Linked DNA regions of Mus musculus: all the other regions are linked to region 1. The links are chromatin contacts, called in public ChIA-PET, Hi-C, HiChIP or PLAC-seq and promoter capture Hi-C maps. All regions are on one chromosome and are shown on one strand. Each heading gives the region's core, a stretch centred on a gene start, on an enhancer-like site or on the middle of the called end of the contact. The rest is flanking DNA. Distances are from core to core; before and after follow the strand shown.

What was found. Promoter capture Hi-C pulls out the DNA fragments that hold promoters and counts their contacts. A called contact is a pair of places that touch in the nucleus more often than the background predicts. ChIA-PET counts read pairs in DNA pulled down with a chosen protein or histone mark. HiChIP or PLAC-seq counts read pairs in DNA pulled down with a chosen protein or histone mark.
Region 2: an HNF4G HiChIP or PLAC-seq map of pancreatic cancer cells shows a contact between it and region 1. The contact joins the promoter of Prss8 here to the promoter of AI467606 in region 1. A contact is called at or near these places in 2 of 115 datasets of contacts at active chromatin or transcription factors (memory CD8 T cells and pancreatic cancer cells).
Region 3: a Hi-C map of CD8 T cells shows a contact between it and region 1, with 2.5 times the contacts expected there. The contact joins the promoter of Sbk1 here to the promoter of AI467606 in region 1. A contact is called at or near these places in 1 of 484 Hi-C or Micro-C datasets (CD8 T cells) and 1 of 115 datasets of contacts at active chromatin or transcription factors (embryonic stem cells).
Region 4: a contact with region 1 is called in an RNA polymerase II ChIA-PET map of memory CD8 T cells, with 18 read pairs. The contact joins the promoter of Stx4a here to the promoter of AI467606 in region 1. A contact is called at or near these places in 1 of 39 promoter capture datasets (erythroid cells), 2 of 115 datasets of contacts at active chromatin or transcription factors (memory CD8 T cells and pancreatic cancer cells) and 1 of 9 other capture datasets (pancreatic islet).
Region 5: a contact with region 1 is called in a promoter capture Hi-C map of liver, with 4 times the contacts expected there. The contact joins the promoter of Lat here to the promoter of AI467606 in region 1. A contact is called at or near these places in 5 of 39 promoter capture datasets (cranial neural crest, hippocampal neurons, liver and 1 more) and 1 of 115 datasets of contacts at active chromatin or transcription factors (memory CD8 T cells).
Region 6: a contact with region 1 is called in an RNA polymerase II ChIA-PET map of memory CD8 T cells, with 12 read pairs. The contact joins the promoter of Rabep2 here to the promoter of AI467606 in region 1. A contact is called at or near these places in 4 of 39 promoter capture datasets (hippocampal neurons, liver and pre-B cells) and 2 of 115 datasets of contacts at active chromatin or transcription factors (memory CD8 T cells and pancreatic cancer cells).
Region 7: a contact with region 1 is called in an RNA polymerase II ChIA-PET map of memory CD8 T cells, with 30 read pairs. The contact joins the promoter of Fbxl19 here to the promoter of AI467606 in region 1. A contact is called at or near these places in 2 of 115 datasets of contacts at active chromatin or transcription factors (memory CD8 T cells and pancreatic cancer cells).

Annotation. Positions count from the first base shown.
Region 1 is chr7:127,089,483-127,093,007 of GRCm38.p6, forward strand. AI467606 (expressed sequence AI467606) reads left to right here and starts at 1,954. Exons shown (of 2, transcript NM_178901.3): 1 at 1,954-1,990; 2 at 2,687-3,525. The coding sequence starts at 2,773. The coding sequence ends at 3,450.
Region 2 is chr7:127,928,350-127,931,874 of GRCm38.p6, forward strand. Prss8 (protease, serine 8 (prostasin)) reads right to left here and starts at 1,764. Exons shown (of 6, transcript NM_133351.3): 1 at 1,449-1,764; 2 at 1,208-1,225. The coding sequence starts at 1,533.
Region 3 is chr7:126,270,721-126,274,245 of GRCm38.p6, forward strand. Sbk1 (SH3-binding kinase 1) reads left to right here and starts at 1,776. Exons shown (of 4, transcript NM_145587.3): 1 at 1,776-2,379.
Region 4 is chr7:127,839,964-127,843,488 of GRCm38.p6, forward strand. Stx4a (syntaxin 4A (placental)) reads left to right here and starts at 1,845. Exons shown (of 11, transcript NM_009294.3): 1 at 1,845-2,105; 2 at 2,301-2,402; 3 at 2,482-2,581; 4 at 2,721-2,795. The coding sequence starts at 2,076.
Region 5 is chr7:126,367,670-126,371,194 of GRCm38.p6, forward strand. It overlaps Lat (linker for activation of T cells), which reads right to left and starts at 1,899. Exons shown (of 12, transcript NM_010689.3): 1 at 1,479-1,899; 2 at 1,273-1,300; 3 at 1,133-1,167; 4 at 826-913; 5 at 630-694; 6 at 517-546; 7 at 377-437; 8 at 207-301. The coding sequence starts at 1,581. It overlaps Spns1 (spinster homolog 1), which reads right to left. Exons shown (of 12, transcript NM_023712.3): 10 at 3,509-3,525; 11 at 3,066-3,237; 12 at 2,391-2,744. The coding sequence ends at 2,650. It overlaps Mir7058 (microRNA 7058), which reads right to left and starts at 376; the gene lies at 302-376.
Region 6 is chr7:126,427,075-126,430,599 of GRCm38.p6, forward strand. It overlaps Rabep2 (rabaptin, RAB GTPase binding effector protein 2), which reads left to right and starts at 1,693. Exons shown (of 13, transcript NM_030566.2): 1 at 1,693-2,082; 2 at 2,502-2,711. The coding sequence starts at 2,058.
Region 7 is chr7:127,745,006-127,748,530 of GRCm38.p6, forward strand. It overlaps Fbxl19 (F-box and leucine-rich repeat protein 19), which reads left to right and starts at 1,770. Exons shown (of 11, transcript NM_172748.2): 1 at 1,770-2,132; 2 at 3,245-3,445. The coding sequence starts at 3,269.

The DNA of each region.
Region 1 (3,525 bases), core at 704-3,203:
CAACAGCGGGGGTGGGGGGGGTGGGGAGGGGTGGGGGGTACACGAGTATATCTAAGCACATTCATCCGCTCTTGGACTTGTATAACCAGCCAAACTCGACTTCCTCATGGGGTCGGATTCTGAGCAGGTGTACTGAGCAGGTGTACTGAGTAGGTGTACTGAGCAGGTGTACTGAGCAAGTGTACTGAGCAGGTGTACCGAGTAGGTGTACCGAGTAGATGTGCTGCCACAGCCCTATAACCCCAGCACCAGGAAGGTAGCCAGAAGACTGCCACAATTGGGAACCCACTGTAGTCTACGTAGAGCATTTTAAGCTAGAAATGATACATAGTGAAACCCTGTCTCAAAACAAATGAAAAACATGTATGTTGAAATGCTGGTGGTGAAGAATTGTGGCAAAATGCTTGCCTAGCATGAGCATGACCCATAAGCAAACAAACACCTCCGCCGCTGCCCCACCCCCCACCCTGGAAAAAAGAAAGAGAAGACAGAGGAGGGAACAAAGGCTGGGAGAAGGCTCAGTACAACACAACAGTGCTGATTGACAAACATGAGGGCCTGAGCTTAGACCTTAGCACACACTTCAAAACTATGGGCACCGCAAGCTCAGCTAAGTGCTCCTATTAGCTTAGCACTGGGGAAGGAAAGAGGGGGACAGGAGGAGAGGGGGAGAGGGTATAGGGGGAGAAGGGAGGAGGGGGACCGGGGGACAGGGAGAATGGGGAAGGGGAGAGGGAGAGGGAGTTCAGCAGTTAATTCGATGCTCTTGCAGAGCACCTAGGTTCAATTCCTAGCACTTACAAAGTGGCTCACAACTGTCTGTCAATCACTTCCAAGAGATCTGACATCCCCTTCTGGCCTCCTTGAACACGAGGCATGCTTGCGACCAAAATGCATACAGGTGAGCTAAACACACAAACACATAAAATAAAATAATAGGGTGGAAATCAATTAAGTAGACTCTGGTCTACACACACACACACACACACACACACACACGCAGACACTGCATGCACACCATGTAAAGGTATGATGGCCTAAACAACACCGGTAACAATTACTCTCATAGTGCTTACACCGTTAGGTATCAGAAGTAGTGGAGAGATGAGCCTGGGCACAGTGGCCTGGGACTGAAACCAACACTCAAAAGGCTTACGGGAGTGTGTATGTGTGTGTGTGGGGGGGGGGGGGGGATTCGGGGCCAACCTGGGCTACATCTTAAGTCCCTGTCTCAAACAAAACAAAAGTATGACACAGCTGGATGAAAAGGGTGCAGGGAGTAGACGGAAGGACAGGGACCCTCCAAGAAGCAGGCAGCAAGATACATCGCAGCGCTGTGGGAGCCCCTGAGCCGGTCTTTATAATCTTCCTCTCCCCTGGGTGAGCGAGCTGAGGTCTGGGCCTTGCCTGTAGGGTGAGAAGGTGAAGGCGCTGGGGTCTGGGCCTTGCCTGTAGGGTGAGAAGGTGAAGGCGCTGGGGTCTGGGCTTTGCCTGTTGGGTGAGATGGTGATCGCGCCTAGGCCTTGCCTATGGGGTGAGAAGGTGAAGGCGCTGGGGTCTGGGTCTTGCCTTTGGGGTGAGAAGGTGAAAGCGCTGGGGTCTGGGCCTTGCCTTTGGGGTGAGATGGTGAACGCGCTGGGGTCTGGGTCTTGCCTTTGGGGTGACAAGGTAAAGGCGCTGGGGTCTGGACCTTGCCTGTGGGGTGGGACTGACTGGAGCAAAGCAGCTGCTCATTCTGGCTCCACCTTACACAGGAAGTGGTTCTTCACCACACTGACCACATCCCCAGGTTGCCTTGGAAACACTCTGTGGGGGCAGGAAAAGTTGGGGCACAGTCGCCCAGCAACAGGTGGTAGCCTCCCTTCCGCCTTCTTCTGAGGCCAGCCCTCCAGGGCCTTTCAGATCGCTGCGCGCACACACACCCTCCCGGCATGCACTGGGAAGAAGGGCTCTGAAAACGGCGAAATCCAAGATTGAAGCAAGGTGACAGGTGAGGTGAGGGGTGCGGAAGCAACTGCAAATGGGGGACTGGTGGCAGAGATGTGGACAAATACCAACAAGGGAAGCAGACAGGCCAGTGATTGGGCAGAGCTGGGGAAGCTGGATAGGTGCCGGGCCACAGACCTGGTACAGCCAGATAGCACAACAGGGCCACCTCCAAGGAGAGCGGTTAGGTGGCTCAAAGAGTAGGTGCATATGGAAGGGAGGGGCCAGCAAGGGGTTTCTCTCTCATTCCAAGTCTCCTCACTTGAGACTGAGGCAAGACCTGAGAGCCCAGACCTTTGATCTGTCATCAGAGGTGGGGGGTGGGGCTGGAGGGGAAGTAAGGCCTGCGACTGTGCAGGGGAGCCTCAGCCAGCTCTGGCTTGTTCTCCGGCCTCTCCTGGTTTGCTCTTGACCTCTCTGGGACCCTTTGCTCCTCTCTAGTTTTGCCACCCATGCTCAATAAGCCAATTAGAAGAGCCGAATTAACAGTGGGTAGGGGTGGGGGTGGGAGCAGGAACGCAAGATGAGGGACAAAGAGATCCAGCACTCCCGACTCCCAATCTGTCTCTGAGGTTCTGAAGTAAAGTTACAGTTTAAAAAAAAGGCCAATGATGTGCAGTCCCAGTGACATGCAGTCTAAGCACTGTCTCATCCTGTGCCACGGTCAAGTTGTTAGAACCGTTGTTGAATCTCTTTCCAGGAAACGGGATATCCTCTGGTTGCTGTCCTTTCCTTCTCCCAGTGGAGACGTTCCTGACTGTTCTGAGTCCACACTGAGTCTCCCAGATGCCAGTGACGCCTCAGCAGCCCTCTGGGCACACGGAGGGGCTCCCTGAGCCTACAGCGGAGGCAGCAGTGTGGGTAGTAATCCCCTGTGGACCTTGTATTCCCATCATGCTGGGCCTGGCCTCTCTCACAGCCTTCTTCATCATAACTACTGCTGTACTGGCCGAACGCCTGTTCCGCCGCCCGCAACCAGACCCCAGCCAGCGTGCCCCCACCCTAGTCTGGCGCCCTGGAGGAGAACTGTGGATTGAGCCCACGAGCAGCGCCCGGGAGCGCTCTGAGGATTGGTACGGCTCCTCCATGCCTCTGCTGATGGACAGGGCTCCAGGTCCCCCAACACCCGGTGGCACCTTAGAGGGCAGAGCAACTGCTCCACCAGCCACTTCAGCCCCATACTCTTCCCTCAGTTCTCTAGTTCCTCAGACCCCACCAGAAGTCCCAGCCCAGAGCACCTTCTGGAGGCCTCAGACCCAAGAGGAGAGGCCCCATGACACAAGCCTGGTGAGCTGGGTTGGGTCTGAGCCCATGCCAGAGGCTGGCTTGCAGGTTGGGAGCCCCAGGCCTTGGAGGCCGAGGCAAGGGAGCCTGGAACCTGATTGGGGTCTCCAGCCTCGGGTCACCCTGGAGCAGATCTCAGCATTCTGGAAGAGGGAAGGCCGGACCAGCGTGGGCTTCTGAGTCTTCAGGACCTGTAAGACTAACTCCCACCTCAGAGGGACTACAGGGGTCAGCTCCAGCCTTAGGCCTGACCCT
Region 2 (3,525 bases), core at 514-3,013, 840 kb after region 1:
AACTCTAATGGGTGGAGATCTGATACCTTCTTCTGACTTCCAGAGGCATCAGGCATTCATGTGACACACAGGGCAAAACACTTAATTTTTTTTCCCCAGACAGGGTTTCTCTGTGTAGCCCTGGCTGTCCTGGAACTCACTTTGTAGGCCAAGTGGCCTCAAACTCAGAAATCCGCCTGCCTCTGCCTCCCGAGTGCTGGGATTAAAGGCATGCGCCACCACTGCCCGGCACTTAATTTTAAAGAATTAAAAAAAAATAAATTGCAGGTACATATGCCACTATCCTCTGACTATCACACAGCCCCGCTTCCTGTCACAGCCACTGGGCCACTCACTCCTTACCACTGGACCTTTAAGACCAGTCACTCTATTCTGAATGCCTTTCCAGCCTTTCTCCACTAGGCTAGAGAGCCATCCGGGCACAGCCCCTCCATGGCATGTTTGGATCAGCCGGCTAGGTCACAGGTGTCGCTCTCAGCTTCCAGGGCCCTCTCCACAGAGTCCAGGCTGGCTGACACCTGTTCTCATGCCTATGACTGTTCCAACTGCACCAACCTGAGCGTTACCTAGAGACACACCTGTTTCCACCCTCTCCCCATCTGCTGAGCACAGGAGAACTAGGGGTGTGATTGAACATTGCAAGGAAATTGGATTCCTCAGGTTGGGGACCTGAGCCGCTCCCCCCACCCCCCAAGCTAGCAGTAGGCAGAGAAAACACCTAGCTAGATTCTTCCTTCATTCCCTCACAATCCTGACAATGGCTACTACTCAGACTGCAGCTGAGGCGCATCTAGGCTCCAAGGGGCTTTCACTTCCCAATCTCCCGGTCTTCCTCACAGCCCTAGAAGAACAGAACTGAACAGCTTTTCAAGGCAAAGAAACTGGAGCTTTGAAAGATAAGGAGACAAGGCTACTAGATAGTTATGCTCAGACCGGAAACCAGTCTACACTGGAGCTGATCTTCTCAGAGCCACCTCCCCTACCCACACTGAGAGTCAGGCTTCGATTATGCCCGCGGACAGCTCACTGCATCTCTTTACCTCAGTTTCCTCATAAAACAAGAGCCAAGATTCCATACACTCAGAGCTGTTGGGACACTTAGTGTGGCTAAGTGCAAGCCCAGCTAGGCGACAAGTGTTCCTACAACCCGCCAGGGGACACCGAGCCGCTGTGCCCTCACTCCCCCAACTCCCGCAGAAAGCCTCACCTTCAGTCCCGTCAGCTCCTGGAGGGAAAGAAAGAGAGAGGAGTTGGCAGGGAGGCCTGAGTCCCCAGAGCCCTTCACGCCAACCGCTTCCCCATAGGGTGATTCCTTGTTTGGGGGACTAACAAGAGAAGAGGGGAAGACGGTAGGAACACGGAGATTCGCGAATTCAGTCTACACGGGGACCAGCCTGCTCTCACCGGGGCTCCTTCTCCAACCCTCCCTCCCGCGGATCCATACTTACGGATTCCCGACTGGAGCAATCCGAGAAGGAGCAGAATGGTCACAGCTTCCAGCTGCCCAAGTCCCAGGCCCACCCTTAGGGCCATGGCCTAGGACAAGGGCCCCCCGAAGGAGCCCCTAGGTAGAAAGGGAAGAACCAGAAGGCTGGTTTTGAAGGCAGGATCTAGGTGTGGGATCAGAGTGAGGAATCCCAGGATCTAGGCTGGGAAGGTGAAGCAGGCTTCTCGGCAGAAAATGGCCAGGGGGAAGACGGGACACACCTTTAGTCTCTCTGCAGTGACCAGCGTGGACCTGTTCTGCCTTACAATTTGGTCAACAGAGACCTCTCCAGGCACTTCAGGAGCCAACCACCTGTGGGCTCCTCCCTCAGCCACGCCCTCCTCCTCCTCCTCGGAAAGCAGGCTTTTTTTTTTCCTGCTTCTGGCCTCTGTGGTCCTTTCCTGGATCCTTTCGCAGTGGGTGCTTTTGATACAGGAAAACTGATCCTGGACAGTCAGAAAGCAGTCCCAGGCAGGACTGGGAACCCTAAGGGCCAGCCAAGTACCCCAGGTCTTATTGGTCACTCAGTTATCACCCCCCCTCCCCCCACTCCTAGTCCCCTCTTCCCCGACAACCTGGCCTGGTCTAGACCTTATTAAGGTAGGGCCACAGCCGCTGCTCAGCCCTTCCCATCCCTCCTCAGGCCAGGTATCTAAAACTAGCATGGGGGAATGCCCCAGGCCAAAGCCATTCGTGGCAGGCCCTCTGTAGAAACACCTTCCTGCAGGTGTTGAGCACGGCTGGCTATTGACAATCATCCGGTAAGTATTTGCTAAGTACCTATCTGTGCACCCGGCACAAGTGGCAGACTGTACCATCTATGACCTCCTTAAGATGATGATGAAGTGGGGATGTCAGACTCGAATCAAGTAACAAAAGGCAATTATTGATTAATCATTTCAAATTAGGAGCTGTGATATAGACCCAATTAGTGGGACTCTCAACTGCACAGTAGCTGCAGGGCTCGTGGAAGAACAACGCTGGGAACCAAATCCTCAGAGGGCATGGAAAGATGCCAACCAAACAACACTGGCAAAGTTAGGCCAGGTGTGGTGGCACGTGTCTTTAAAGCCAGTTGTGCTTTGTCCCACGGAGGCACAGGCAGGCAGATGTCTGTGAGTTTGAGGCTAGACTGGTCTACATAGCAAATTCTAGGATAGCCAAGGCTACATAGAGAAAAATCTCTAAAAAAAAAAAAAAAAAAAGCCGGATGTGGTGGCACACTCCTTTAATCCCAGCAGCACTCAGGAGGCAGAGGCAGGGGGATTTCTGAGTTCGAGGCCAGCCTGGTCTACAAAGTGAGTTCCAGGACAGCCAGGGCTATACCGAGAAACCCTGTCTTGGAAAAAAAAAAGAATAAATAAATAAATAAATAAAGACAAAGCCGGGGTGTTGTGAAGTAGGTAGGGTAGGAGTTCAGGGAAAGGCCTAGGGAAGGCTCGGTGGTAAAGCAATTCCCACGTGCAGGCCCATAAAAACCCAGGTTCCGATCCCTGGCTTTCTGTAAAGTGTGAGTGTGGCGGTTCACAGCTGCAACCCCAGGACAGTCCTGGGTGGGAGTCAGCAGACCCTGGGGCTTTGCTGCCCAGCCAGTCTAGGCGAACCAGCAAGGTCCAGGTTCATGAAACCCTGCCTCAAGACAGGCTGGAGAGCAGCAGCCTCAGAGTTTGCTTGTGCTGGTGCATGCATGTGTGTGTACACATGAGTAACAGGGCACAGGAGTTCACAGAAAGGCAGCCCGTGTGCCGGCCGTCTGTGGGTATGGATATGGGTTAGGTTTAAGCTGAGGAAAAACTGACCCTTACTTCCTCTGCTGTCTGCAGCTGGATTCCAGCCCAGCCCTGGGTCGGAGAATTCCTGGAGGGGGTGAATCAGAGGGAGGGAGGGGCAAGACTCTGGGAGTCACGTGCGGTGCGTTTAGGGAAAGGAAGGGGCAGATTCAGTGTGGGGCATAGAGAGCAGGTGGCTGTACTCACTTCCTTGAGTCTTGGAGAATATTCACTGTGGTACCCAACAGAGAAAGAAAAGAAAGCCTTTAA
Region 3 (3,525 bases), core at 526-3,025, 820 kb before region 1:
TGTTCTCAACAGAGCTGGTGCCCACAAAGGACCTGGTTTCCAGAAAACTAACTTTCAGTAAAAGTGGGAGGAAGGTGGGCTAGGATTACAAGTAGCAGTAGCAGTAGTGTGGGCTGCCAAGCAGAAGTCTGCGCATCAGCTTTGGGTGTTTGTTTCTTCGTTTCTTCGTCCAGTTCTGGGGACTGAGTCCAGGGTCTTCCCTATGCCAAGACTGAGCCACATTTCTAGTTCCTGTCTGTAGTTTATTCAACTTAGGTGTGTGTGTGTGTGTGTAGAGGGCAGAAGTTGACATTATCAGGTGTATTCTTCAATCCCTCCCCAGCTCATTTAACTTTTTGTGGGTGCGTGGTATGCATGCATATGTGTGTGTTTGCATGTATGTGGGGTGCACATGCATGTGTGTGCATGTGCAGACGGAGGTTGATTCTCTTGTTCTCTATTTTACAAATTGAGGCATGGTTTCTCACTTGAACCTAGAGCTGACTCATTCGGCTAGTCTTGCTAGTCAGCTTGCTCTGGGGATCCTGTCTGCCTCCTAAATGCTGGGATTCTAGGCTGCTACACCTGCCCAGCCATAGCTGAGTCCTGGGGGCCTGAACCCTGGTCTTTAGCAGCATCTCGCTTGGTTCCCCTTCTCCCCTCCCGTACTTATTTATTTATTCAGAGACTGGGTCTTTCACTGGAACTCACGGATCAGATCAGGCTGGTCCCTGGGATCCACCTGTTTCTGCCTTCCCAGGGCTGGAACTACAGGTGTCATGGCACTGGAGGAACTCAAGTCCCTCATGCTTGCCTGGCAAGCACTTTACTTAATAAGCCGTCTTCCCAGCTCCACCTAAGGCTACCTGAGTTTGCAATAACCAGCTCTAAAAGTTCTACCAGCAGCTGGAGTGGTTGGAAGAGGATGCTAATTTGAGAAAACAATCTGATCAGAGATTAAAAGGAGGAGAGATTTTGGGTGCGTCGGGGGCTTTTTCTATGAATAAAATAGTATGCTGCATGGGAGACTGGGCCTCTGGAAGGATGCGTTCGTTGTTCCCACTCTGTCGCCATCTCTGCTCGATCGCCCCACCTGCATCCAGGCTACAATTTCCGGTTAATGAACAAAGCTCTTCACACCCGGGTGGCTTTGCACAGCTGCTGCTTCAGCCAGGAACCCCCCACCCCCTTCTTCCGTTCTGCTATACACCTTTAATCCCAGCTTTTCCTTAAACTTACTTCGCGGTCTCCCTACAGCAGAGCTCGAAAGTTCTGCCTGAACCCTGCACGGCCCCACAGACCCCAGGTCTCTGAGTAGCCTAGTAGTCTTATGAGGTCCCCTGGAAATCGAATGGATAGGTGGAAGGATGAATGGGCAGACAGGCGGGTGAACAGATGGACCGGTAGTTGAATGAGCGAGTGCATTCTGAATAGGAGAGCTCGGATTTATTTTTCTTCTTTGAAACAGATCCAGGCTCCGCCCCACAAGCACAGGCTGGAATAGTCTGGGACAGTCTAGCCCCTCGGGGACCAAGCAGCTGGACCAGGTGACCCTCTGTGACTCCCCCGAGCCCTCTCTAACCTCGTTCTGGCCCCCTCCTGGGCTCTGACCTAGAAAAAGAAGCTTATGCCAATGACCGGCGGGCCTTAGGACCCCGCGTGGCCGGAAAGCGGGCGGGGCATCGTGCGGCTCCCGCGGCGGTGGGGAGGTCCAGGCCCGTGGCGCCTGGCGGGAGGGCGCGGCGGGAGTGCGCGTGCGCGGAGCGCGCACCCGGCGCGGCGGACAAAGGCGCGTGCGGCGGCGCGCGAGGCGGAGGGCGGAGCGGCGGGCGGGCAGGTACGCGCCGGCGGGAGGCGGAGCCGCGAGGCCGCGATGGAGCGCAGCCCGGGCGGGCACCGGCGCTGGAGCCCGAGTGCCGGGCGGAGCGGGAGCCTCAGCCGGAGCCGCAGCCTCAGCCCGCGCCAGGCCGGGGCAGGAGCCCGCAGGGCCGGGCTGCTCGCAGCGGCGGCGCCCGAACCCCCCAGCGGCTGAGCGGTGACCTCCATCCTCGCACGCGGCTGCTGGGACGCAGCGACCGATCCAACCCGGGCCCCCCAAGATCTGCTTGCTACAACCGCACACCTCAAGACACAGAGAGACCCAGGCTTGGGGCGCTAGCCTCCCTAATCCGCTACTCCGGCACACAGGGACCCCAAACCTAGGACAGCAAGATCCTCTTGCTAACGAGAAGCCGCGGGCACCCCAAAGCCTCGGGACCCGGGCGACCAAGCCCCTTGCGACGCCTTCAGCGTCCCGGCTCATGGTGGTAGTGGTGCCCTGAGCCCCTCTCGGGCCGGGCAGACGAAGATCGACACGGCGCCCAGGCCCCCTGCCGCGGCGTCCCCGCGGCCCCAGCCCAGGTAAGTGGGACCCAGGTGAGGGGCGGCAGGTGAGTGGTACCGAGGTCCCTAGAGTCCTGCAGGTGGGGAAGGAAGTCCAGAGTGCGCGCTCCCCCTCCTCAGCGTCGCCATGGAGCCGAGGCTGAAGGACGTCTCTTTGTGTCTCGCTTGGAGGAGCCGCCCCCTCCTCCTCTCCCTTCCCCCACCTTCCACCCCAACCCTGAGATTTGGGCACAGCTTCGGACCCCGGGAGAGAGGAGTTGCGACGCCCTGGAGAGGGGTTAGAAGGTGGAGAGTCTCCCCGGAATAGCCTGGAGCCTTAGACCTTAGGTCCTTTGAAGAATAAAGACACGTAACTATCATCTCCCAAAGACCAAGCTGAGTTCTTAAGTGACACCCACCCTCCCCACAGGAAAGAGAAAATTTGGGGCGCCCAAAGGTGAGAGGTGCCTGCATTCTGCAGCTCTGGGTGACAGCTGGGGCTTTGGGTGTGTGCCTTTGTCTGAGAGGGCAGGGAAGGGGCGTGTTTGAGAGGATGAGTCTCTTATTTTCTGACTCTGAGACCCCAGCTCAGGTCTCAGTGGGGCTCTTTATCCAGTCCCTCTTTGTGCTCCCTGCAGAACAGGGAGAGGACAAGCCCTCTCAGTGAACAGCTAGTTTGGGGGAGGGAGGTACCCTGAATGAAGAAACCATTTCGGGTCAGAGCACCTTTCTGCCCCTCTAAGTCCCAAGGACAGCAAACCTGAGTGTTTTCCCTTTTTCTGACCCGGGGAACACCTAGGGCCAAGTCCGGGACTGGGACACTGTGTCCTCTACGATGCAGGAGTGAGTCTGGATTCTTGCTTAAGCTTTCCAAAGCATCTACAATCAAGAGGGCCTCAACAAATGTCCTAAACCCCAGGACCCAGGGAATGCCGGAAGATCTTGGGTGCGTTGTACCCCGAGAAAGGGCAGGAAGGTTTTTTTCAGCCTTCCACAGACAGGTGTAAAGTCAGGTAGGAGGTGAGCAGACAGGCTGGGGAAGGCAGGATTCAGAACACAGAGCCCTATAGAAGTTTCTTTGTTCGTTTATTTATCCATTCATTGCAACATCTACCGTGTCTGAAGCTCCAGCCCTGGAGTTTGGGGCTTCCCCTCATCTTTTCCTGATGATCAGGCTTCAGATCC
Region 4 (3,525 bases), core at 595-3,094, 750 kb after region 1:
TTGAACTCAGGACCTCAGGAAGAGCAGTTAGTGCTCTTAACCATTGAGCCATCTCTCCAGCCCTAAAGATTTTATTCATTTAATGTATATGAGTACACTGTTGCTATCTTCAGACACACCAGAAGAGGGCATCAGATCCCATGACAGATGGTTGTGAGCCACCATGTGGTTGCTGGGAATTGAACTCAGGACCTCTGGAAGAGCAGTCAGTGCTCTCAACCTCTTAACCGCTGAGCCCTACAATTTGCAGTCTTGATGACCTTCCCAGTCCTTTGCAGTCACCCCTAGTTCAGAGATGGGAGACCAAGGTCCAAAGACAAACATGACTCTCCAAAAGTCCATAGCAACTCAGAAATCTAGGCTTCTCGCCCAGAACCAGAAAGGGACTGACTATTGTTTCTTTTGATGAACTTTCAGGTATTCAAATACCCATTTTTAGCTGTTCTGACACCTGCTGAGGGACTTTGGGGGGTGCGGGGGGGGGGGAAGCTTCTATACAATAGAAGTTCCACAGGGCACAGGACTTTGGTCTGTTGGTCCTTGATATGTCGCTAGCCCATATCAGTATCTATTCCCTAGTATGTATGTGTCCAATAAATCTATCAAGTGAATGTATTTCTGGAGGGTCAAAGCTGGGGAAATGAAGTCGGGCAGTGGTGGTGCACGCCTTTAATCCCAGCACTCCGGAGGCAGAGGCAGGCGGATTTCTGAGTTCGAGGCCAGCCTGGTCTACAGAGTGAGTTCCAGGACAGCTAGGGCTACACAGAGAAACCCTGTCTCGAAAAACAAACAAACAAACAAACAAACAAACAAACAAATCTGGGGAAATGGCACCGTGAGAGAAGCGTAAAGAAGATCAGGAAGCCACGGGCTTTAGTTTCAAATACAGGAAAGGCTACTATTCGGATCAAATCTTCTATGCAGGACTGCTATGTGGCAGCTACCGAATTTGGTGTTGGGGATTCCGTTAAAGAAAAGCAAGTCATGCTGAGACGTCAGCTGTAAGGCAGGGCTGCGGAGGTAACAGTACATTTTTCTCAGTCTGAGCTGCTCTGGAATTGTCGTGCTGCTCAGAAGGTAGCGAGCTCAGCGGGACTGCAATGCTCACTCGGGGCATAGGCCGCCCACCTGTCAGAGGCTGTGCCAGGAGGACGCGGGGGAGCAGCGGGGGGAGCGCCACCTTGGCTGAGGTCACTTCCCACCCCCAGATTCTCTGCCTACAAAACCCTGCAATTCCCTGACGCTGGAGACTCGGGTCTTATTATTTCCTGATTTCCAAGGTCTCATGATACTGACAGCCCCAAATGCAAGTCTTCACTTTGCCCACGCCCGAGGACCCAAAATTAAAACAACAAAAAAGTGAATTCTACAGAGCATCCTTAGTAGGTGGCTGAGAGTAGGCAGTGTACCCTTCCCCACCTCGAAGAAGCTGTTGGGGCACAGCTCAGACGCTGGGGTGTCGGGGACGTCGCGAGACTGAAGCCCGAGACGTCGCTGACAGGCCGGAACACATGACTGGCGGTCGGGCGTGCAGCCCGCGGAGCTGGGCCCGGCCTGTCACGTGATGAGGGGGCGCCATGGGGTGATGTGAGATACGAGGCTCTCAGACTGCGTGCAAATGACGCATTCCCAACCCTTTGGGCAACTAGATCTCGGCTCCAATATGAGATGTTCCGGTAGTGGGGGGGGGGGGAGCAGCGGGGCGGGCTCTGGACTCAGGCAGCCTCGCTTCCGTTCGGCTGCCACTGCTTCCGACCTCCGCCTTTCCCTCTAGCGAGGACGAGCCGAGCCCTCGCGCGCATGCTCGGAGTCATCCCCCGAGGGGCGGGGCGGCAGCTGCGGGAGCAGGATGGGGGGAAGAGAAGGGAATTCCAACCTGTAGAACTTTGGGGGTCCTATGATCGGGTTCTTCCCCACGACTGTGGATGGTGAAAGGGGTGGGGCCTTTGGCGGCTCCGGGGTGTACTGGAGTTCGCTGGGTGAGGGAGGGGGTGTCAAGTGTGAGAGAGGTGCAGGACTTCCAAATTTAGAACCTTGAGGCCCTTTGGGCTCGGGTCCAGGGCACTCCGACCACCATGCGCGACAGGACCCACGAGTTGAGGCAGGTGAGAAACCGGGATGGTGAGGACACCCTGGAGTGAGGAGAAGCGGGGCCGGGCGGGCGCGCTGGAGTGAGGACTCCTGGTTTTGGGTCCCGGGCGGGTGGCTGATGGCCAGGAAGGAAAATCCCGGAAGCCCATGGTTCCTGCGGGGCGAGAACCGCAGCGAGCAACTGTCGCCAATGACTCCGGCCCTGGCAGGGGGATAACATCTCAGACGATGAAGATGAGGTTCGAGTCGCGCTGGTGGTGCACTCAGGTGCTGCCCGGTTGGGCAGCCCGGACGACGAGTTCTTCCAGAAGGTAAGGGTCAGGAGAACCGAGGAGTAGGGCGGACTAGAGTGACACTTAAGTCTTCAGCCCTCTTGGTGATCCTTCCTAGGTGCAGACAATTCGGCAGACTATGGCCAAACTGGAGAGTAAAGTCCGGGAGTTGGAGAAACAGCAGGTCACCATCCTGGCCACGCCTCTTCCCGAGGAGAGTAAGCGAAACCTAGGGCTCACGCACGCCAGCCCGGTGGACTATGGGGGATGTAGTTTTATTCAGGTGATGGCCAGGATGGGTTTGGTTTTGGTTTGTGGGAGAGGCTGTGATTTAGAAGTGTTGGCTTTCTCGTTTAGGCATGAAGCAGGGCCTGCAGAACCTGCGAGAGGAGATCAAACAGCTGGGGAGAGAGGTCCGGGCGCAGCTAAAAGGTGAATGAATTTCAAGGGTCTCAGCCATATCTTTCCCTTTGATTCAGCCCAGTTGCTGGTGTATCTAGTTGTTGTATACAGTCAAGTGATAGATCCAGGTCACACAGCAGACTTGGGTCTAGGATCTCTGTCCCATGGCATCAAAGCCATGGTACTTTGCAGAGCACATTATGGCCTCTCAGATTCCTTTATTATTATTTTAAGTTTAAATTCAAAATTACTTACTGCTCTCATCCTTTCAGGCCAGTGTGTATTCTTTGGGCAAGCAGATGAGAGGTTCCTCCACGCTTGTGGGAACCCACTGGTGTAATTCAAAGAAAAACATATCTCAGAAATTCAGAATTCGCCCCCTTCTCCTCTCCCTTCTCTCTTCTCACCTACTCCTCCACCTCTTCCTCCTATATAGACCAGGATGGCCTCAAATGCACGGAGATCCATCTTTCTCTGCCTCTTGAGTGCTGAGATTAAATTAAAAGCTCGCTCCTTCTTTTTTCTTCTCCTCCTCCTCCATTATGCATTACTACCAGAAGGCATTCCTGTTCATAGTCACTATGTAATAAAAATGTTAGAAAACAAGAAACTCCTTACTACGTAGCTGGAATGTAGATGTGGCCCTGATCTGGTCTCCAATCACTTTTTAAAAATTCACTTAAAATATTTTATTATATGGCTTACACTTTTATTAATGGGTTTGTGTGTGTTCAATATGTAGATCAGGCTAACCTCCAAC
Region 5 (3,525 bases), core at 649-3,148, 720 kb before region 1:
AAAGAGTCAGGAAATTTCTTAGACAACAGAGACGAAGGAGCAAAGGTGGAAGGAAAAACAAGACAGTCGGAAGTGATGAGGAGCAGGAAGCCCAACGTCTACAGGAGGAAATGGAAGGGCGGCAATCGTCACGGAGGTGAGAGGGAGGCAAGAGTGGAGAGCTGGCAGCACATGGCAGAGGGAGGTAGACAGAAAGCCTGACTCACCAGAGAAGGCACTGTCTCCAAGGTCAGGGTTGCTAGGCACAGGAGCAGAGGAGACAACAGGGACGGCAGCAGGACTACTGTCAGGCAGCACCACTCTGGAAGAAAGGAAGGAACGAGAAGTTGATAAAGGGCACACAACTTCCACGGTCACCTCCCCTCTACCCACTCACAGGTAGCCGTTGGGATAGTCGTCTTCATCCTCATCTGCATCCACATTCTTACAGGCTGGCTCTGTGAGAAAGGAGAGTTAACACGACCTGGACAGGTCCAGCCTCCCCACCCCACCCACTACCCCAGACCCCAGACCCACCCTGGTTCTCGTAGCTTGCCACACTGTTGGCTTCAAAGAGAGAGGGAGAAGAAGACTGGATCAGCTCAGGTTGTACATCCTCCCCAAAGCCCTCCTGTGCCCTACACCCTTACCATCATCTGAATTCTGCTGGGAAGATGGCATCCGATGGGAACCCCCAAGGGGCTGTGGGGATCTCCTGGAAGCCAAAGGTCAGAGATTACGTCTAGGTAGGACTCTGGGAGCAAGACAACCAGGAAAAAGCGCCTCCCCAACCTAGAAGGTGGAGAGGCACAGTAGACCCAAGGGACGGAGTTGGGGGATACTCACGGGATGGGGAGCAGGTCTGGCTGCCTCAGGGGTGGGAAGGAAGTGACTAGAGGGTAGGAAACAGCAGGTGTTCGGGGGACGGTTATTTCTGAGGACACAGAATGAAGCTTGAGGGATGGCTCCAGACACCCCCCATCAAGGCCTCGAAGGACAAATGGACCCCAAAATAACATGCCCTAGACAGACATGGGGGCTCCCACTTTCCCCATCCCAAGCCAGGGAACAGCCCTTCAGACAGCTAAAGGTGAACAAGGACAAACGCACACTCTTAAAAACCCTCGAGGAGGGCCAGAGACACTGAACTCACGAGGTGGCTTGATGAGGATGCTTCTTGGGTACAAACTGGCAGGAAAGAGACAGCTTGGGTACAGGGCCAAGAGGGCCCCAGCCCCAAACCCTTGAGTGGAACCAAGGGAAGACACACAGGGACACGGGCTTCCCACTCACCTCTCTGTGGAAGTGCTGTCATAGGAGACTGGAGGAAAGAAATCCAACAAGTCAGGATCGGGGTGCACCAGGGACAAAGAAACTCAGGCCCCCCACCATCAATCAGGGCCCAGGTAGGGACAGTGGAGAGTGCAGGGGCTGGGGAGGGTATGAGGATCCAATGGAGCGCCCACCCATCATCCAGTTCCGCAAAGCTTCCCACTTACCTGGCAACTCACGGCAGCGCACGCACAGGGCAGCCAGGAGCGTGACCAAGAAGGGCAGCAGCAGGAGGCCCAGCCCCACCGGGCTCAAGGCGTCTGCTTCCATCTGCAGAGCACCTGCCACAGGCCCTGCTGCACTGCAGCCCCTCGAGACAGAGTGGCAGCAGGGGTATGGGACCAAGCGGGCTCCAGCCTGGGATCCGCCCGGCAGTAGGCAGCCGTATCCTTTCGGGGCTGGATGGCTCCCCTCTCTTGCTGGACTGAGTTGAGAGCAGTGTTGGCTCTGGAAAGGTGCTCGCCCCAGAGCCAGAGCTGGGGCCCGTGCCCCAGCTACCAGCTGCACGATCCCCGTGCCCAGCTGTACCTGCCCCTTTCTTGCTCCCCGCCTGCCTCTCCTGCTCACCACCGCGTGCGACAGGAAGCTGTGGTGAGGGCAGGAAATCATCAGGCTGCTCAGCAGGCTGAGCCTGCCCCCTGCCCACTCACCCCCACCCAGTTGTGGGAAGGGGGAGGAGGCAGAGGGACTGTGTGGAGGAAGGGTCTAAGGCTGCAGGATGAGGCAGCCCGTCCACTAGGAAAGGAGACACGTGCCAACCAGGCCCGCGGTACCCTCCCCATGCCCGGGTGGGAGAACTGCAAGGAGGCTCTGCCAAGGCCTGTGTGGACCGAGGGCACTGAGGGCACCACAGGCCCCCAGCTCCCAGGCTTAACTACTGGGAGAGCGACTTCCAGGGGACCACGGTGAGTCACAGTCATACTGAACCAGCTCACTCAGAAAAGAGCAGCCCTCCTTCTAGATTACCAAGCTCAGAAGACAGGGACTTACCCACAGGGTGACCTGACAGCCCCTGCTAAGTCCTGGGACTATGGATATTCCCTGAGGCCAGTGGCACCCACAGAGAGACAAGCAGTCAGTCAGGAGTCTGATTACAAATTTTATTCCATTACAAATAGCACCAAACCCCTTGGGCTGTCCTAGTAGAGAGGACACCCCTTCCCCGTTTCTGGACTCCCATCTCTTCCCTGGGCTGCCCATGTAGTGTCTGGGAGCTGGGAGATATCCCAGGGCTTCCTTCTTGGACCTGGGCCTGGTGAGGGCTTCTGCCTGGGAACCGTCTTGGGTGGGCCCAAGGCCCAGCTGCGATGCATCAGTGGCCGGGTAAGCACCGGCTCCTCAGATGAGCACGCTGGACACGGGGACTCGGGTAGAACGGCCTCGCTGAGGTACTACAATCCGGTCATCTGAGGGCCCAGACTCATGCAACAGACCTGCGAGAAAGGGGTCAGAGCCAAGGCCAGTAAGATAAGAGCCAGCAAGGGGACACAGGCAGCAAGGGGACACAGGCAGAGGGGCCCAGATGAGGCAGCATGGAGAGCCCTCAGAACTGCACACAGACAGAGCCCAATCCACTTCCAGACAGACCCAAAGCTAAGCTGGATGAGCCTGGGATGCTGGGACTCTTGCCCCCAGCTGGTGGCATGAATGGATGGGCTAGTCTGAGTGGAGGGAGAACTGTAGAGTACATACGCGGAGACAGACAGACAGGCAGGTGGTACTGTGAAGGTGGACCTACAGTGACCCTCACTCACCCTGCACGTGGAGTTGAGCCCGCCGGCGGTCATCTTCAATGAACATGGCGGTGCCCAGGAAGGCCGCACCACCCAGTGCCCCAACGAAAGCACAGAGCATGAGCGAGAACTGCAGAGCCCGGAACTCGGACAGGAAGGAAGGGGGCCAGCTCCGTCGGAGGCGGTCAGAGATCTGCAGGGAGAAAAGAGTCAGAGACCTGGGGGGTGCAGAGCACTGACCAAGAAAACAGAGGCTGGGAAGGGGAATATTTGGGTCATAGGGTGAGACCCACAGCCTAACGGGCAAAACCTTCCTATGGCTTCCTTCCTATACACCAGAGGACCAAAGGGGAGATGCGCCATAGGCATCTATTGCCTAATCTTGGCCAGACTCATGCCACCAGTCAGGGTAGGGAGTTCCAGGTCCCCAAAACCATTCCATCCCAGCCAAGGATAGCACTTACTAGACCAATGAGGTAAG
Region 6 (3,525 bases), core at 443-2,942, 660 kb before region 1:
AGGAGAAGAGTGTATGAAGAAACCACTAAAAGTCGCTGAATATACAGAAAAAAAAATAGAATAAAACTTACACCTAGATCTTTGGATGTGATTCCTTGCCAGAGCAGCCAGGTTGCTGGATTAAAATTCCTCTACAAGGCTAGCCTGTAACCAAGAGGAAATCTGCTTTGCTGTGGGTGCTGAAGCTGTAAACGATGTCATCGGGCTCCCACAGCAAATACTTTTACCCACAATGTAGTCCCTCAATGGCATCCCGCAAAAGATGTCAAAGCGGCAGTCAACCCCAGCCACAATAAAATGCCCTCGCAGAAGCTATCAAAAATGCCAGCTCCTGTCAAAATGGTGGCAGGGAGGAGGCCTTCTCAGCCTGCAGCCATCACAGGAGCTGTCCACTCGGATGCATTTCCTTACCCCCGCCCCCACCTCAGCAGGAGCTGTCCACGGTGGTAACGCCTTTCCTGCCTCGGCCTACACTCTTGGTGAATTACTACAGCAGGAGCTCTCCAGCCTCGCCAGCGGCCCTACAGAGGTGGTGCCTCAGTAAAAGCCGGCTGTGGCCAGGAAGGACTTCCTACCTTAACCCATAGCCTAGATGCAGGAAAAAAGGAAGGCGGGGGGGGGGGGGGGGGGAGTCAACAATCCTTAAGCAGGGAAACCCACCAATCTCTGGGCTTCCCGCAAAACCCCACCAATCCCTGAGCTCCCCAAAGTCAGGACTTGAAATCCCACCAATCCTTAATCTGGAACTCTCTGCCCTGAAAAGCTCCACCCCTAAGAAATCCTATCTAAGCTCTGCCCTCTATTTAATTCCGTGCTGTCTGCTCCTGGGAACAGAGGGCAGCCACCCCTGGATTTGTTCTTCACACCCAGGACCCTCCAATAAATCTCTTTCATGAGATTTTTCAAGGCAGGATCATATCAGCATCCAAGCAGACATTATGCAGAAGGAGCTGAGAGTTCAACATTTTGTTCTGAAGACAGAAGACTGGCTCCCAGGCAGCCGGGGGTGGGGGTCGGGAGGGAGTCTTAAAACCCACACCCACAGTGACATACTTTCTCCAAGAAGGCCATACCCACTCCAACAAAACCACACCTCCAAATAGTGCCACTCCCTGGGCCAAGCATTTTCAAACCACCACAGGCTGTCTGGGGATAATCTGTAGTGGGCTCCCTCTAACACTAAAAGCCCACCAGTAGGCACATAGGAGGAGGAGATAAGGGTTATCTTGCTAGTTCAGGCGTGATGGGTACTACGATTGGGTGTTAGTGCTGGAGAAATGAGGAAGGCATCCTGGTATAAGTACACTGGTGTGCATTCCAAGGAGACCACAAAGAATCAAGGACTTCCAGGTTCAAAGTCTTTTATAGAAAACCGGTTTGGAGGCAGGGGGACCCAGGCTCTGTACTTGTTTGAATTGCTGTGACTCTCCAAAGCGAGAGGTCATACATAATGAGAGATTGACCCAGACCCAGGCTGAAAGATTTACAGCCCTGGGAGTGGAGAAAGAGATTTGCAGGAAGCCATATGAAAATGGGATTGGAGACACGTAGATTTCGCACCTCTGCCACTGACTGCGCCAAGCTTCAGAACGCCAACCCAGCCCTGGCCCGCGGGGCGGAGATGCTGGGCGGGCCGGGCACACTTCGCAGTAACGCGAGTCGGGTTACGGCGGAAGGGCGGCCGGGCGGAGGGAAGGAGGAGGCCGCGCGCAGCGTCCTCTAGGACTAAGACCAGGCGTTCCAGGAGGTGGCCTCGAGTGGAGCCTCAGCAGATCCTCAGCACCAGAGAAGACTACCGCAGACCCGAAGCCCTCGGAGCTTCCAGGGAGCGCGGGAGCGCGGGGGCGGTCCCACGAGGCTGCAAGAAAGGCGGGATCCAGGCCGCGCGTCCACTCGAGTGCAGTCGGCGTCTCTTGACCATCCCGCCCTCCCACCCCCCGCGGCCCCTGCAGAGCCGATCCGGAAACAGCCGAGCGGATCCGGAAACAGCCGAGCGGACCCGGAAGCGGGAGTGCCATCACCAGTGAGTGCGGGAATCCGCCGTTTGGGCTGAGACGATGGCAGCTGCGCCAGCAACCCTAGGTGAGAATCGGGGGCACCGGCGGCCAGGAATCGGTGCGGGAGTTGCGCCGCTGCGCACGTGGGGAGCAGGGGGCTGGGGGCGGAGCCGAATGCGACTGCTGGCGGCAGCCGGCCAGCGCGGAGGCTCGGGAAGGGGGCGGGGCACAGCGCCCACCGGGGTGGGCGTGGCCTACACGGTGGGTGTGTCTGTGGGTGGGGCAGGTAAGGGGGCGAGGCGGGGCCACTGGAAGGGATTGGACGGTCGAGCCAAGTTAGTTGGGACTCCGGGAGGGGCAGGACCAGGGGAATGGGATGAGGTCCTTGTAGATGGAGAGTAGGACTGGGTTACTGGACTGCTGGGTGGCCTGAGGTGTTAGGAGATCGGCAAGCCGTGGGAATAAATCTTGGTCACTGTCCCCCCCACTCCCCGCTCCCCACAGCGCTGGATCCCCAGCCCCAAGAGAAGCAAAAGGATGCATCCGAGTCAAGTGAGCTCAGTCGGCTTCGTGCCGAACTGGCCGGTGCCCTGGCAGAAATGGAAACCATGAAGGCTGTAGCTGAGGTGAGCGAGAGCACCAAGGCGGAGGCAGTGGCTGCAGTGCAGAGACAGTGCCAAGAGGAGGTGGCCTCCCTGCAGGCCATCCTGAAAGGTGAGGCACCCGCTCCCAACACAACCCACCCGACAGCCTGTCTGCCTGCGCCCCTCTAGCAGGGAATGCAGGGCGAGGAGGGCTTCAGATGAGCTTCAGGTAGCTCAACAGAGAAAAGACTGTGTCCCAGAACCTGAGTGCCCCTTTCTATTTTGCAGAGAAACACCACAAGTGTTGTCAGCAACTCTTGTCAGTCACAGCTAAGTGTAGCAATCATCTTTACCCATGATACCCATGGGTATCATTTCTTGTTCTTGCTGACATAAGATCAGCCCAGAATACGAGCCAGAAACTTCGCATTTCTCTGAACCACCCTCATTTTCCTCTGGGCCTCGAGGCTCGAAACTCAGCCTGTTGTCTCTGAGCTTAGTCCTATGATTTCCCTTCCTTCCCAGGTATCCCTACAGCACCCTACACAAATACATGCATCTCCTTCCTTCTCCCCCTCTGTCTCATGGCCTCTGTGGATTGGGAGACACCAGCTTTCTTGGTCCCAGGTCCTCTGCCTTTTCCTGTTCTCCTCTGGGCAGAGGTTAGAGTGTCCTCAAGGATGTCAGACCTGCCCCTACTCTGTTTCCTGGCAGTAGTATTACTATGGCATGCTCTATTGGACTGCTGCTCCAGCCCCTCAGATCTCCCTCTATGGTCTGCCCTTGACCTTGGATTCCATAGTAAAGGGCCTGAAATTCCCTTCCCATCCTACCAGGCCTGGGAGTTTTATCTGTAATCCCAGCTCTGAAGGTTGGAGATTGGCATATCCCCAATAGCTTGCTGGCCAGCCAAGACAGAGCGCTCCAAAGTCAATAAGATACCT
Region 7 (3,525 bases), core at 520-3,019, 660 kb after region 1:
CCCTTGTCGCGACAATATTGGTTATGGTTTGCGTTCTTTTAAAATATGAAATCTTCACGATCCGAAAAGGCGGACATTCTATATTCCCAGGTCACTCCGATGTTTCTCTCTCCCGCACTGATTCCCACAGGTGACATCAATTCTCCGCCACTGGAGAATGAAAACTTGGGACTACATTTCCCTGCAAGCCCTTTAGAAAAGGAGGCCAAGAGCAAAGAGACTTTCCGTTTCCGTCCGCTAGCAATTTGGCGTGTTCACGGTGATACATATTTCAACAGTAGCGTCCTTTCTCTGTACAACTAAAGCAGAGACTACATAACCCACCAGGTACCGGCACCGAGGGGCAAGCGACTAGGTTGCCATCTCTGTAGTAGTCCTCTCCTACACATCCGCCGAGAATAGTATTAGCGGTTGGACTACAAATCCCATAGCATCATGTGCTCCTTCACCCTCCATCTTTGTGGTAGTCCCCGCCCCGCTCACTTCCATTGTCTCGACAGAAGATAAAGAGGGGAGCGAGGAAGACTACAATTCCCGTCTGGCTTTGCATCATCGAGTGCGGGATTTTGATAGTTCAGGCGGGCGAGGAGCTCCAAGTGGTAGAATGAAGCAGCCAGGAAAGGTTAGGTATCCTGCCATCTTTACGGTAGTCTCTTTATCCTCCCGGTTCTGGCATTCTTAAAGGAACATAGGAAGGCTAGAAAACTACTATTCCCATCCCACTTCATAAGATCGACTTATTAGGTGTACGCCCCTCGATCGCCATCTTGCTTGTAGTCCTCGTTTCTTTTCACCTTTCCATTGTTCCTGATGAGTAGAAATGGCAGCGGGAAGGCAGCAGCTGGACTGCGACTCCCGTCAGGTACCACACGCGCGGAGGGTTGTGGACCAGAGGGCGTGTGAGTGCCTGGAAAGGAGGTCGGGTCGGGGGAAAAGGCCATCTTGCTTGTAGTCATTCTTCCCGCTCCTTCTCTATGTCCTGCTACGGGGAGTCTCGGGTCAACTGGACTATAATTCCCGCCATGCTCGGCTTCCAGCGTGGCATCCTTCTCGCCATCGTATTTGTAGTACCGGCTGGCCCTTGTGTCCCACTTTTCCCACGATAGTGCTAGAATTTGGAGAACTACAACTCCCGTCGTGCTTTGCACGCGCTCGTCCTGGAAAGTAAAGGTGGTGAAGGAAGGAGGGAGAAGGGGGCGGGGTTCCTCTGGGAGAAGGAGGGAGTAAAAAGGAGGAGGAGGTGGGAAGAAGGGAGGGAAGAGGGAGGAGAGGAGGAAGGAGGAAGGAGCTGAGGAGGGATGAGAGCGGCGACCTGGGCCCAGGGCCGAAGCAGCGCGAGGCTAGGGGAGTAGGGGTGCTAAGACATCCCAACTGCCCCCACCCCCTTCCTGCCTCTGCCCCATCCTTTCCTTATACCCTCCCATTTTAGGAGTGGATTTATTCAAATTTTATTTAAATCTTTATATCTTGAGGGTCGCGCGTTTGAAGGGGGGAGGGCGGGGGCGCGTGCAGGCTGGGGGGGGCGGGGCCGGAGCAGCTTCCTTCACCCCCCTCTGCGCGCCCTGTCTCTGTAGGTCAGGGGGCCGCAGTACAGGGGCGGACCCAGGGGAGGGGGGCAGGTTGCAGCGACCCCCCCCTCCCCGGGAACCGGCGGTGGGCGGGGTTTGAACCCCGGAAACGGTGGGGGGCCCCTGGTCTTTCCCTGGACCCCTGGGCAGTTGGAGCTGGGAAGGGGCCAGTTAAGGGTCGGGGGCTTTGGGGAAAGGTGGGGGTGGGGAGCTGAGACTCATACCCGGGACTGAGTGGGGCCCGGGCAAAAGCTGAGCACCCTGCGCCCGAGGAGCCCCCGTTGGCCTGGGGGGGCTGAGGGACTGAGCCCCCCAGAGCAGGACCTCCCCCTGGAAGGGCCGCGCCGCAGCCCGTGGGAGGGCCTCGCCCCCGGCGCTCCCCATCTCCACTCGCTGCTGTCCCGGCCTCCGCCGGAGGGAGGGGCCGAGCGCCCTCGGGGGGCCGTGGACCCCGGCGTTCTGAGCGTTCAGCGCCCCGCGCCGCCCGGCCCCCCCGCCGCCGATGGCCGCCGACCCGCCGGGAGCTGCCGAGAAGGGAGAGATGGCTCCCGGGACACGTGTGAGGTGGGTTCATGCGGCTCCTCCTCACCCCCAGACCTGGGCAGCTCCCACTCCCATTCATCCTCAGCCTGGCCTCTCCCTTCCTTCCCCGCCCCCAGCCTCACCCTCCCTTTGCTCCAAACTCCTTCTCCAACCTTCTCTCCTATAACCTCCAACCCCAGGGAAGTGGCCTTCCTTCCCCGACCCTGCTGCCCCTTGCAGACCTCCCCCTCCACCCCGCCTCCAGTCGCCGCCCTCTAGGCCCCTCCCCCGGAGTGCTGGAGGGCCCCATACCCTGTGGATGGTCTGGAAGTCCTTGGAAAGGGAGAAGCCTGGGGGAAGCAGGTCTAAGACTGATTGGGAAGAGACCCCCCCAGGCTTGCTGAGTCCATGTGGGATTTCAGAGGATCTGGTTTCCAGGGGCAGGAGAGCCCCAGGGATTCCAGACAATTAGGGATGAAAAGCAGGCTGGTAAGATGTGAATGGGGGCGGGAAGACCTAAAGCCGAGCCCACCTTGAATTTTGTTGAGATGTTAGGGCAACTTGTAGAATCCTAGGGAGTCTGGGAGATTACCCAGATTGCCTGAGGGATCCTATTGGATAATTTGGAGCCCCCAAGGACTTGTGTGTGGGCTGAGAGGGGACACTAAGCATTTCAGGGGTGTCAGCCCGGGGAAGTGGAGAGCACACACTGGGTCACTAGAAATGGAGTGGGTCTGGCTAGAGTACCAAGGTTTGAAAGGTTTGGATGACTAAGTACCCACGTGAGAGAAGGGAGAGGGGAAAGAGTGTGGTGCATGCCCCTGGAATCTGGAGGTAAATCAGTGAGGGAATGGGGGGTGTGGGTAACAACAGGTATGAGTTGAAGCTCCCTCAGGTAATGCTACAGATCTGAAGCCTTTTCCAGGAACCTGGGCTTGGGATGTTAGAGGAGGGGCCTCAGTGTCCCTCCTTCCAGCAGGCGGGAGGTCTTGAGGGAGTGGCCCTCTGCTCAGGACACACACTAAAAGGCTGACCTTCTCTGAGGGTAGAAACAGAAGCTCTGCCCCCATCAGAGGTGTAGTGAGCTTGCGGCCAGGAGACTCTCAGGCCAGGCTTTGCAGGCCTCTCTGACCTTACCAACCATCTGCCTACAGCCCTCGGCGTTGCTGACGCCCCCAATGTCGTCGAGCAGCCGGGGACCGGGGGCCGGAGCGCGCCGACGCCGAACCCGCTGCCGTCGTTGCCGGGCCTGTGTGCGAACTGAGTGCGGGGACTGCCATTTCTGCCGAGACATGAAGAAGTTCGGGGGGCCCGGGCGCATGAAGCAGTCGTGCCTGCTTCGGCAGTGCACCGCGGTGAGTCTTGAGCCCCATGCCTGGGGTATGTGGAACCTCAGGCCTATTTGCCCAGAGCACCATCAGTAGTAGTACGGGGC